2 separate regions of the Cyprinus carpio genome follow, and region 2 is linked to region 1. The links are chromatin contacts, called in public Hi-C maps. All regions are on one chromosome and are shown on one strand. Each heading gives the region's core, a stretch centred on a gene start, on an enhancer-like site or on the middle of the called end of the contact. The rest is flanking DNA. Distances are from core to core; before and after follow the strand shown.

Region 1 (4,483 bases), core at 50-2,549:
TGTTCTATTCTGTAATGTTAATTTAAATCATACACGGTCAAAAAAAGTTGCATTTTATGTGTGCAACAGCCTGTCACTGGCGGTCACTTATGAAAATGAACCAGTGACCGTAGTTCAACTGTAGTATTTGTAGATTTGAATCATGTGTAAACAAAAAACATATCTGAACCATGTGCAAACAAAAATATAACCTTATTAGTTACAATTAAGGTGTATTGAATGTTAAAATGTGTTTAAAAAAAAGTGGTTATCATTACCAATTTTACTCTTAGTAATTTTATAATTTAATACATTTCGTAATTGAAAATTTTAGTTCAGAAGTAACATATCAGTATCGACGATACTACCTTGAACAATATCGGTACCGGATCGAAAACTAAATAAGTGGTACCGCAAATCCCTACTAGCAACCGACAATTTAAAAACTTTAGTTCATCTATTGAATAAAAGTCTATTTACTGACTGTTAAAAGATCTGTCAGAGCAACCAAAGATTTTTTTAGCATTTAGCAATCCATTTAGCAGTCCTCTTTCTTTTAGATTGGTTTAGATGGTTTATTTTCAAAGCCTTTTACATGTTAGGGGTAGTGTTTACCTCTTAAATCTAAAGGCAAACATTTATGCAGAGACAAATGTATTAAACTAGTTGCAATGAGATGCACATATACAGTACCTCAGCACATGATTCTCAACCATGGTGACGATCAACACATTTTAAATCAGTAAAAATATGAACTCTGATCCACATGACAGCTAACTAACAGAGACGACAGCAGCAGCAGCATAAATTAAGCTAGTAAAATTTTAAAAAAATAATAACATTTTAGTAATTATTAACATAACACAATTTTCAAGCTGCAATACATGCTGGGAACTTGTTTGTTCGGATGACTCGATTTGAAAAGTTGGGAGAACATCTGGATATGTTGTGAACAAATTTGGGTATCTAAGTAAGGTTAGAAAAAACAACTTTAGTTAGCAATGTGTTTAGAGTATTTTTGTTCAGTGTACACAAAAAAGATTTAACTGACTTCTAAAAATTCTTTGTTCAGGGTACTTTTTTACATTGGTTAGTAGAACTTTTCGAAAGTTGGATTTTTTACAGTGTATGTATATGGAAAGACCCATAAAACGTTGAAACCCTGTGTGTGTGTGTGTGTGTGTGTGTGTGAGAGAGAGAGAGCTGGACAGCTGAACGGCTGAAATAGAACTTTGAGGAGCAGCTGTCAAACAGTCCCTTCCTCCTCCAGTTCTCTCTCCTTCCCCTCCCCCTCCTCAATCCCATCATTCCCTCCCCCTCTGTGTGTCCCTGAAACCCCCAGCCCTCCATCTGTCTGTTATGTCCGTCACTGAATCCGTGTGACTGCTGAATCAGCCGGGTCTACTCTCAGAAACACCTGTCATTAGGGCCGATCCACACGGGAACCAAGTGATTTACTGTGAATGTGTGAGACGTCTGCTTCATTAGCCACTGTAGAAAACTTACTAGAAAAATAACAGTAAATCGTTTTTTCTCATAATCATGACTTTAGTCATAACTTAGTCTTAAAATCAATTTTGACCTTTAAAGTCATAATTTTGTCATAATTTTGACTTATAATTATGACTTTCTAGGTCATAACTTTGACTTTTTATCTCATCATTGTTTTTTGTCTCATAATTTTGACTTCATTTTATAATTTCGACGTTGTATGTCATAATTTTGATTTATAATTATGACTTGCTAGGTCATAACTTCAACTTAGTATGACATAACTTTGACTTTTTTTATCCCATAATAATGTTTTGATTTTGTCTGATAATTTTGATTATCTCATAATTCGATTTAGTGTGTCGTAATTTCAACTTTTATCTCATAGTTAGGATTTACGTCATAATTTTGACTTTTAATCTCATTACATACATGGTGGAAATAGGCTTCCAAATTTATATTAAAAATAAGATGGATAGATTCCATCTTAAACAAGCTGTCCAGCCTGACACCATTAGGTCTAGTATATTTCCCCTAAAAAAAACCACACACACACAACTAATCCTGAGGGAATGGGATCAGTTAGATCTGTGGTAATCCAGATAAAGAACGAGTCCTACCTGCCGTAACGCGGGACGTGTCAAAGCATAAGAATCGTCAGCTGGCTTCAGTTAAATAAAGAACAGGTAATATTCTCTAATGCAGGACATCAATCAGAACGGCTGCTTCTCTGGTTCTGCTTCATGTCCTGCTAATAAGATAATACACCACATCACTAACACTTACAAACGTTTACCATGGTAAACACAGTTTCTATTAAACTGCCATAGTTACTCCAGATATTAATTCTATTATATAAAAAATTACAAATAGTAAATTCGAATTTTAAAATTAGCTTTTAGAAATTTTATTTATTTACTGTTATTTTAGTTATTTTGCCTTTGTTTTATTTTGTCAGTGGCTATTGCCAAATTATAAGTTTTTTAACAATAACGGTGTTTTTTATATTTTTCATTCATTTCATTTTAATTGAGTTATTGTTATTTATTTTGCTATTCTATTTATTTTCATGTTTTACTGATGACAAACATTAAATGGTTTAATTTAATTAATTACAAATTAAATTAGTTGGTGGTTTTTATTTATTATATTATTATTTTCATGTTTTATTAATGAATAAATAGAAACAAGTTTTTTTTCTGTAATAACAATAACTGCAGTAAATGTGGTATTTTTGCTGAAACTATTGTTACCATGGTAAATTAAAAAAATGTAAGTGGTATTTTTGCAAACTGTACATGCATTTCGAATTGAATATTAATGAACTATTTACTGAATTGCTGTGCATTTTATGTTGTATACTGCATACTATTTAAAAAAAAACCATATTAATACTTAATAAAATATATATATATATATATATATATATATATAATATAATATAATATAATATGAAAAAACATTTAATTTGTTTGTGAGACGATTTATAAATGATTTAACACAAATAAATCATATAATCAAATAAATCAAAAATAAATAAATAGTGAAACCATTTTACATTTTAAAAAGCCGTACAAAGCCTTGTAAACATCACACCTACAGAAATTAAATTTCACACACAAATTATCCTATAAATAAATCACAACATTCCATATACAACACACCATTCTTCACCATAACACTGTCATCTTCACACGTTGCTGATCTCTGATGGGTTATTGCTTGTCCCGTACAGGAGCACATTTTAGCAGGCACCAGCATAGTCATGCTACCTCCTGCCGGCATTTTCACCTGGCTGCTACGGCAACACCGCTGCCTGCTGAGTTCCCGCCCCCTCCCATCGCCCCGCCTCAGTACCAGGAAGTCCCGCCCCCTTTCTTACCTCAAGCCTTACAGCAGCAATACCTCATCCAGCAACAGCTACTGCAGCGCAGGTAGAAAACATGTTCAGTTATAAAAAAGTTATCTTTTTTAAGGTAAAAGACCAAATAATGAGAAACAAACAAAACAACTGATAAATAAAAGGTCCATTCTATTCCTCTCCTCAGACGCACACAGGAGCGAGTCCCGCTGAACACGCATCGTTTACGCCCAGGATATGAATATGCTCCGCCCCTCCATGTCCCTCAGCCAATCCCACAGCAGCCCAGATACCTGGCAGAAGGCACTGATTGGTGAGTTCTGCAAAAGCACACGCCTACAAAACAGCAGTAAAATATCAAAACTCATTTCCACCATCGAACAGGTAATTGTGATGTTACATCAAGGAAATCAGGCTTTTTTTCTCTCTCTCTCTCTCTCTCTCTCATAATTCCAGTTTCTAACTCACAGTTCAAACTTTTTTATCTGAGTTTCTTATAAATATAAACTTTGTAACTGGAAGTTAGAAACTTGTAATAACTGCGAGTTTACATCTCACAATACTGACGTTTGTTGTTGTTGTTTAGAATTCTAAGTTTAAATCTCTCAATTTTTACTTTTTTCTTGGAATCCAAAGTTTACATCTTAATTCAGACTTTTTTTCCCCAGAATTCTAAGTTTACATTTTGCAGTTTTGACTGTATTCTCTCTGAATTCTGAATTTATACTTGTAATTGCGAGTTTACCTCACAATTGTGACGTTTGTTGTTGTTTAGAATTCTGAGTTTAAATCTCACAATTTTTTACTGTTTTCTTCTCAATTCAGACTTTTTTTTTCAGAATTCTTAGTTTACATTTTGCAGTTGCAGTACATATATATATATATATATATATATATATATATATATATAATTTTTTTTATTTATTTTTTTATTCTATGGCAGAAGTAAGCTTCCATAGCAAATAAACCTCCTTAATATTTAGGAATGATCTTCATGGTCAAAAAAAAAAAAAAACATACAGTGCATAAATTCCCTGCTGCTGATGTTGTTTTTAAATAGCTTTTATTAAAATTAAAATGTGTTCTTTTAGGGACCTAAGCGTGGATGCAGGAGTGCCGTATCAGTATCCTCTGCAGCAGATCCCTCAACCC
Region 2 (4,923 bases), core at 2,419-4,918, 54 kb before region 1:
GAGCTCCACCCCGGGCACCGGTAAGACCCCCTGGTTGTGCGGGAAGCCCCCTGGTTGGCCCACCTCCAGTCCCTTCAGATGGAAGAGCAGCCGATGCTTCTCACCATCAGCCAGTTTCAGGTTGTTGAAGGTGACAGTACTCATCCTACCATCTCTGCGCAGGTATCGTAAAGTAGCTACACAGAGAGAAAGCGATAGATAATGTGAGTTTCTATATTTTGTCTAAAAGCACTTCTGTTTTTATCCATGACCTGAACATTTCTGTCATTTTGAGACCTTAAAACTTGTTTTTAGGTCAAAGTGGGTTGCAAATTTTACAGTAAATGACAAAAGCAATCAAAGCCCATATTAAATATTTAATCATAACTCTTACAGTCACTCTTAATGAACTGAAAAATAATAATTCCCTTGATCTTTTGATAGATATAAGGCCATTGTGTTATAAAAACTTTCTGTAAGTTTCAGAACTCAAAACTTTCTCATTAGTCTAAAAGCAGTTTATATTAAAGCCAATCTGCCACTTTATAACGTAACATCCTAGCAGTGGCCTAGCAACCACTCAGAACACCCCAGCAACCACCCAACAACTACCCAGCAACTATCTACAACACCTTAGAAACTTCCCAGCAACCTCCCACAATGTCCTACCAACAGCCAAAACCACCCAAACACCCCAGCAACGCCCTAGAAACTTTCCAAAATACCCCAGAATCTTCCTAGCTATGCCCCTAGCAACCTCCCACAATGTCCCAGCAACCAACTAGCAACCTCCCACAATGCCGCGACAACACCCTAGCAACTACCCACAACACTCCTGAAACTTTCAACTGTAGCAATGCCCTAGCAACCACCCACAACACCTCAGAAACCACCTAAAATTCCCAGCAACTGCCTAGCAACCTCTCACAACACCCTAGCAACCCCATAGCAACTAACCTCCCCCCAAGCCCCACCCCCCAAGCAACCACCTTAGCACCATGGCAATCTTAGCAGAAAATATAAAAATATTAAAAAAAAGCTTTGTTCACAGTAATGGCTTTCAGAACTCAAAACGTTCTTGTTAGTCTAAAAGCAGTTTACATTAAAGCCAATCTGCCAAAACAACTTGTGGAATGTGCCACTTTATAACGTAATAGTGTGGCTACACAAGCCTCTGCAGAAGAAGAGCAACGCCTGCTTCTACATCGCTGCCTTTTAGCCACGCCCACTGATTCGCGCACACAGTAGGTGATAGACAAGAGCGGCAAACGCAGGTCTACACAGAAACCATCAAACTGAATTTGATGAACTTCATTTTTAATTTAGTGCCACTTCTGAGTCTACAATCCACCATGCCTATTCAAACAGAGCGTTCTGATGAGGGGGTTAAAAATGGGACAGAAAATAGCCTATTACTTCTAAATTATGATGTAAAATAAAAAACAAAAGTATGGTATAATCAAAGTTTACCCACCTTTATTGAGTTTCCCAAGCACAGAAAACTCAAAGTACTTGCTGTTGTCTTGCGGATTGTACAGGCTGAATATGGTGTTTCCAGTTCGAGGCTGGAGACGGAACGTTGTGAGAATAAAGAGTTCTGTTACTCCCTGCTCTGCCAAGCCTCCGTGTAGTAGATCCGGTAGGCAGTCCGGTGACGTTAAGAGGTTATACACTGCAGGAAAACATTATTTAAAGATTATAACAGTTAGTCAAACACAAAGCATACTGCTCACAAACATGTAGTTGTTTCTCAGGCTAATACATGCTGGGAGTGATGCCCAGGTTGATGTCATTTCTGTTAGACTGTAAATACTGTTCCTGTTTATTTAGCCAGTTGCATGTGGCCAAATAAATGTTTGGGGATTTGTACTTCTTTGAAGTTTGCACATGGCAAGAATTAGTTGTTTTTTTAAAGCATAACACAGCTTGACGGTAACCGAAAGTCTAATGGCTTTCAAACGCATTCAAATTTGGAATGTTTTGGCACTGCGAATGGGATATTAAGTGTGTGTCTGAATGCTGAAACCCAGACCGTATCTAACGTGCTTGATGAGTGACATACAATTTGGTGAGCAACATTAGACAAAAATATAAACATTTCTTGTTGCTTTCCAGAATAAGCAGAAAAAGCTTAAATTTCAGATTAATATTTTGAGTTTATAAACAGAAACTCCTGTAACTGAAGCAACTGGTCTTAGTTTGTATAACTGGGATCGAACTGGATCTTATCCATTGAAAATTTTCACTGGAAAATTACATGGAAACCAGGTGAACGGACGGCCGTTGCGGTGTCACTGCCGGATGTCAAATACAGATGTTGGTTGTTATGGCGATGGAAGCGTGCCATTGGCTGAACAGGCAAACATAATGTTGTATGAAAAAAAACTTAATGACTCAAGGATGATGTGTTTCCCAATATTTTAACCGAGAGAGATGGTCTGACTCATTTTCATGCCTTTGCAATCAGCACTTCAATACAACTAAGCAATATTCCCATAAAAACCAAGGCTTTTATTGTGCTTCTTGTTTATCTTTACTTTCTTGTGAAGTAAGAGTATAGTTTGCTCATTTCAAAGAGCTGTTTGTTGCTCAAAAGCATAATTTCATTTCACAGATGGTGTGCTGAAATATTTACATGATGGCCGTGATTGCCAACATGTGTGATTTGACTTTATGTATTATTTGTCATTTTAATGTTCAAACAGTCACATGTCTTGAAGTAAATATTACATTGACATTAAAAAGGGGGAATGTTTATGGTCTGGTAGGTGGAAGTATTTAGTGTGTGTTTTTTTTTTTTTTTTAAGTATTATGTGTCCGGTTTTCAGATTCAATAAAATAATGCAATCTCATCCTTGCTGCAAAAGACATTATGACTTCTATAGCCCAGAATGAACTACCGTTCTCACACTCTCTCTCCCTCACACACACACACACACACACACACACACACACACACACACACACACTTTAACTCTTTCTCTCATACACAAAGGCAATTACCAAAAATCAAAATTGGAGCCTGATGCTGTGGGATAAACACATCCACATCGTTGAGACGGATAAATTGAGAAATCAAAAAAAAGGAGATGACAAGAAATTGTGGGATACAGAGAAAGAGAGAAGATGAAAGTAAAGAGGAAAAGAAAATTTAAAATGTAAGAAACAAAGAAACCAGCCATTACAGAAGAAACCAGACACTTTTAGACTGAGATATACAGCTCAGTGTGAGATTTTAAGAGACAGACATAGAAACGGTGAGAAAAGGTGCAAGAGTGTAAATAAAACTACTGTCAAATAAACTTAAATACTCACAGGCGGCTAAACTAGTCATGAATTAAAGAAACATTTTAACCTATTAAGGAAACTTTGTGTACTCACCGGTTGATTCTGTGCTTGCTGAGCTGAAAGTCAAGATTAGAGAAACGGCCGCAAGGAGATGCATCGTGCCGGTCATCTTTATCTCAACCTTCTGCCACCCCACAGAAGGAGTGTGTGAGAGAGAAGTCTTATGAGAGCTGATCTTAGATTCCTTTGTGCCTTTTGGCTTCAGTGTCTTGTATGTGAGAGTTTTATAGAGAAAGTCTGTGTGATTGAGCAGGAGTGAGGGACAGAAGAAAAGAGTGAGGTCTATGTGTCTTGGGGTTTTAATGATGTGTGTGTGTGTGTGTGTGTTGGGTTGAGGTAACAGACTGTCTGTCAACTAACAGCAGCTGTGCTGGGCGGAGCTATGAGTCTAACAGACACCTCCATGCTGAGGGGGGTGGAGCACAGAGCGGTGCCGTATAATTGGCGGGCCTGGCTCACTCTTATTGGTACCTTTTATGAGGTTCCATTTGTTCCACATCCTTCACTCCGTCCTTCTTTTCCCTCCATCCAATCTTCCTTTCTCAAGTTTTCACATACTTTCCTGTCATTTTGACTGGCAGGTGCCATAAAATATGTCTGCCTGGGAGGATCTCTGGGGAATTGTTTAAAGATAACTGGATGGAGGGTTGCTAATGTTCCGTGAAGGTCTGATTCTTGTGCAAAGGATTCTGTAATAAAAAATAAATTAAAAACTCAGATACACATGTGAGGCAGGCAAATGGTAACAGCCGTTTAATGATACAGCAGCAATTGGGACCAATTATCTCATCTTTCAACTCAATGGCAGTTTAATAACATTCAAAGTAACTTTACAAAAGGCAAAGAAACATCTGTGAGACTAGGTCATTGCACACTGAGTCCGAAATTCTCGCCTGAAATTTTCGCACATTAAAAATAAATACGACTTCACTTTGTGTCAATCACATTTACCTCCGAATCTTTCGTCCGTCATAAAAACATTGGGATCAGGTTTGATTTTCTGCATTTTCGCATTTGCATTTTCATTGGAAAGGATGACAAAATACGAAAAAAAAAATGCATACGAAAATTTCAGACTCAGTGTGCAAAGACCTTATGAGTTGTACGTACGTTGATATGTCTATCTATTCAATTCAGCTGGTCAAGAATTACTATTGTCATACTCATACTATTATACTCAGGGTCAGTGATCTGAATAAATATAAGTATTAAACTCCATAATTCACACTTCAGCAACTACTCAGAACTTTTATTACCCACAACACTCAAGTAACATCCTACCAGTGGCCTAGCAACCACTCAGACCATCCCAGCAACCACCTAACAACTACCCAGCAACTTTCCACAACACCTTAGAAACTTCCCAGCAACCTCCTAATAAAAATGTCATACCAGCAGCCAAAACCACCCAAACACCCCAGCAACGCCTTAGAAACTTTCCAAAATACCCCAGAAACGTCCTAGCTATGCCCTAGCAACCTCCCACAATGTCCCAGCAACCAACTAGCAAATACCCACAACACATCTGAAACTTTCTACTGTAGCAATGCCCTAGCAACCTCCTACAACACTTCAGAAACCACCAAACATTGCCCA

Evidence for each region. Hi-C and Micro-C count contacts between places; a contact is called where the count stands out from the background.
Region 2: a contact with region 1 is called in a Hi-C map of red blood cells, with 2.5 times the contacts expected there. The contact joins the promoter of LOC109045955 here to the enhancer-like site in region 1. A contact is called at or near these places in 2 of 8 Hi-C or Micro-C datasets (red blood cells and skeletal muscle).

Annotation. Positions count from the first base shown.
Region 1 is chrB21:3,931,042-3,935,524 of ASM1834038v1, reverse strand. It overlaps LOC109066464 (E3 ubiquitin-protein ligase RNF165-like), which reads left to right. Exons shown (of 8, transcript XM_042747526.1): 2 at 3,206-3,404; 3 at 3,519-3,644; 4 at 4,423-4,483. Among protein-coding and RNA genes, the nearest start is that of LOC109066464, 11 kb to the left of the region's middle. Within about 2 kb of position 1,299, at least 4 of the 8 cell types and tissues checked have an H3K27ac peak or open chromatin away from gene starts, as enhancers often do. A contact at or near this core is called in skeletal muscle, where this site is marked.
Region 2 is chrB21:3,986,545-3,991,467 of ASM1834038v1, reverse strand. LOC109045955 (thrombospondin-4-B) reads right to left here and starts at 3,668. Exons shown (of 22, transcript XM_042747706.1): 1 at 3,361-3,668; 2 at 1,454-1,651; 3 at 1-176. The coding sequence starts at 3,436.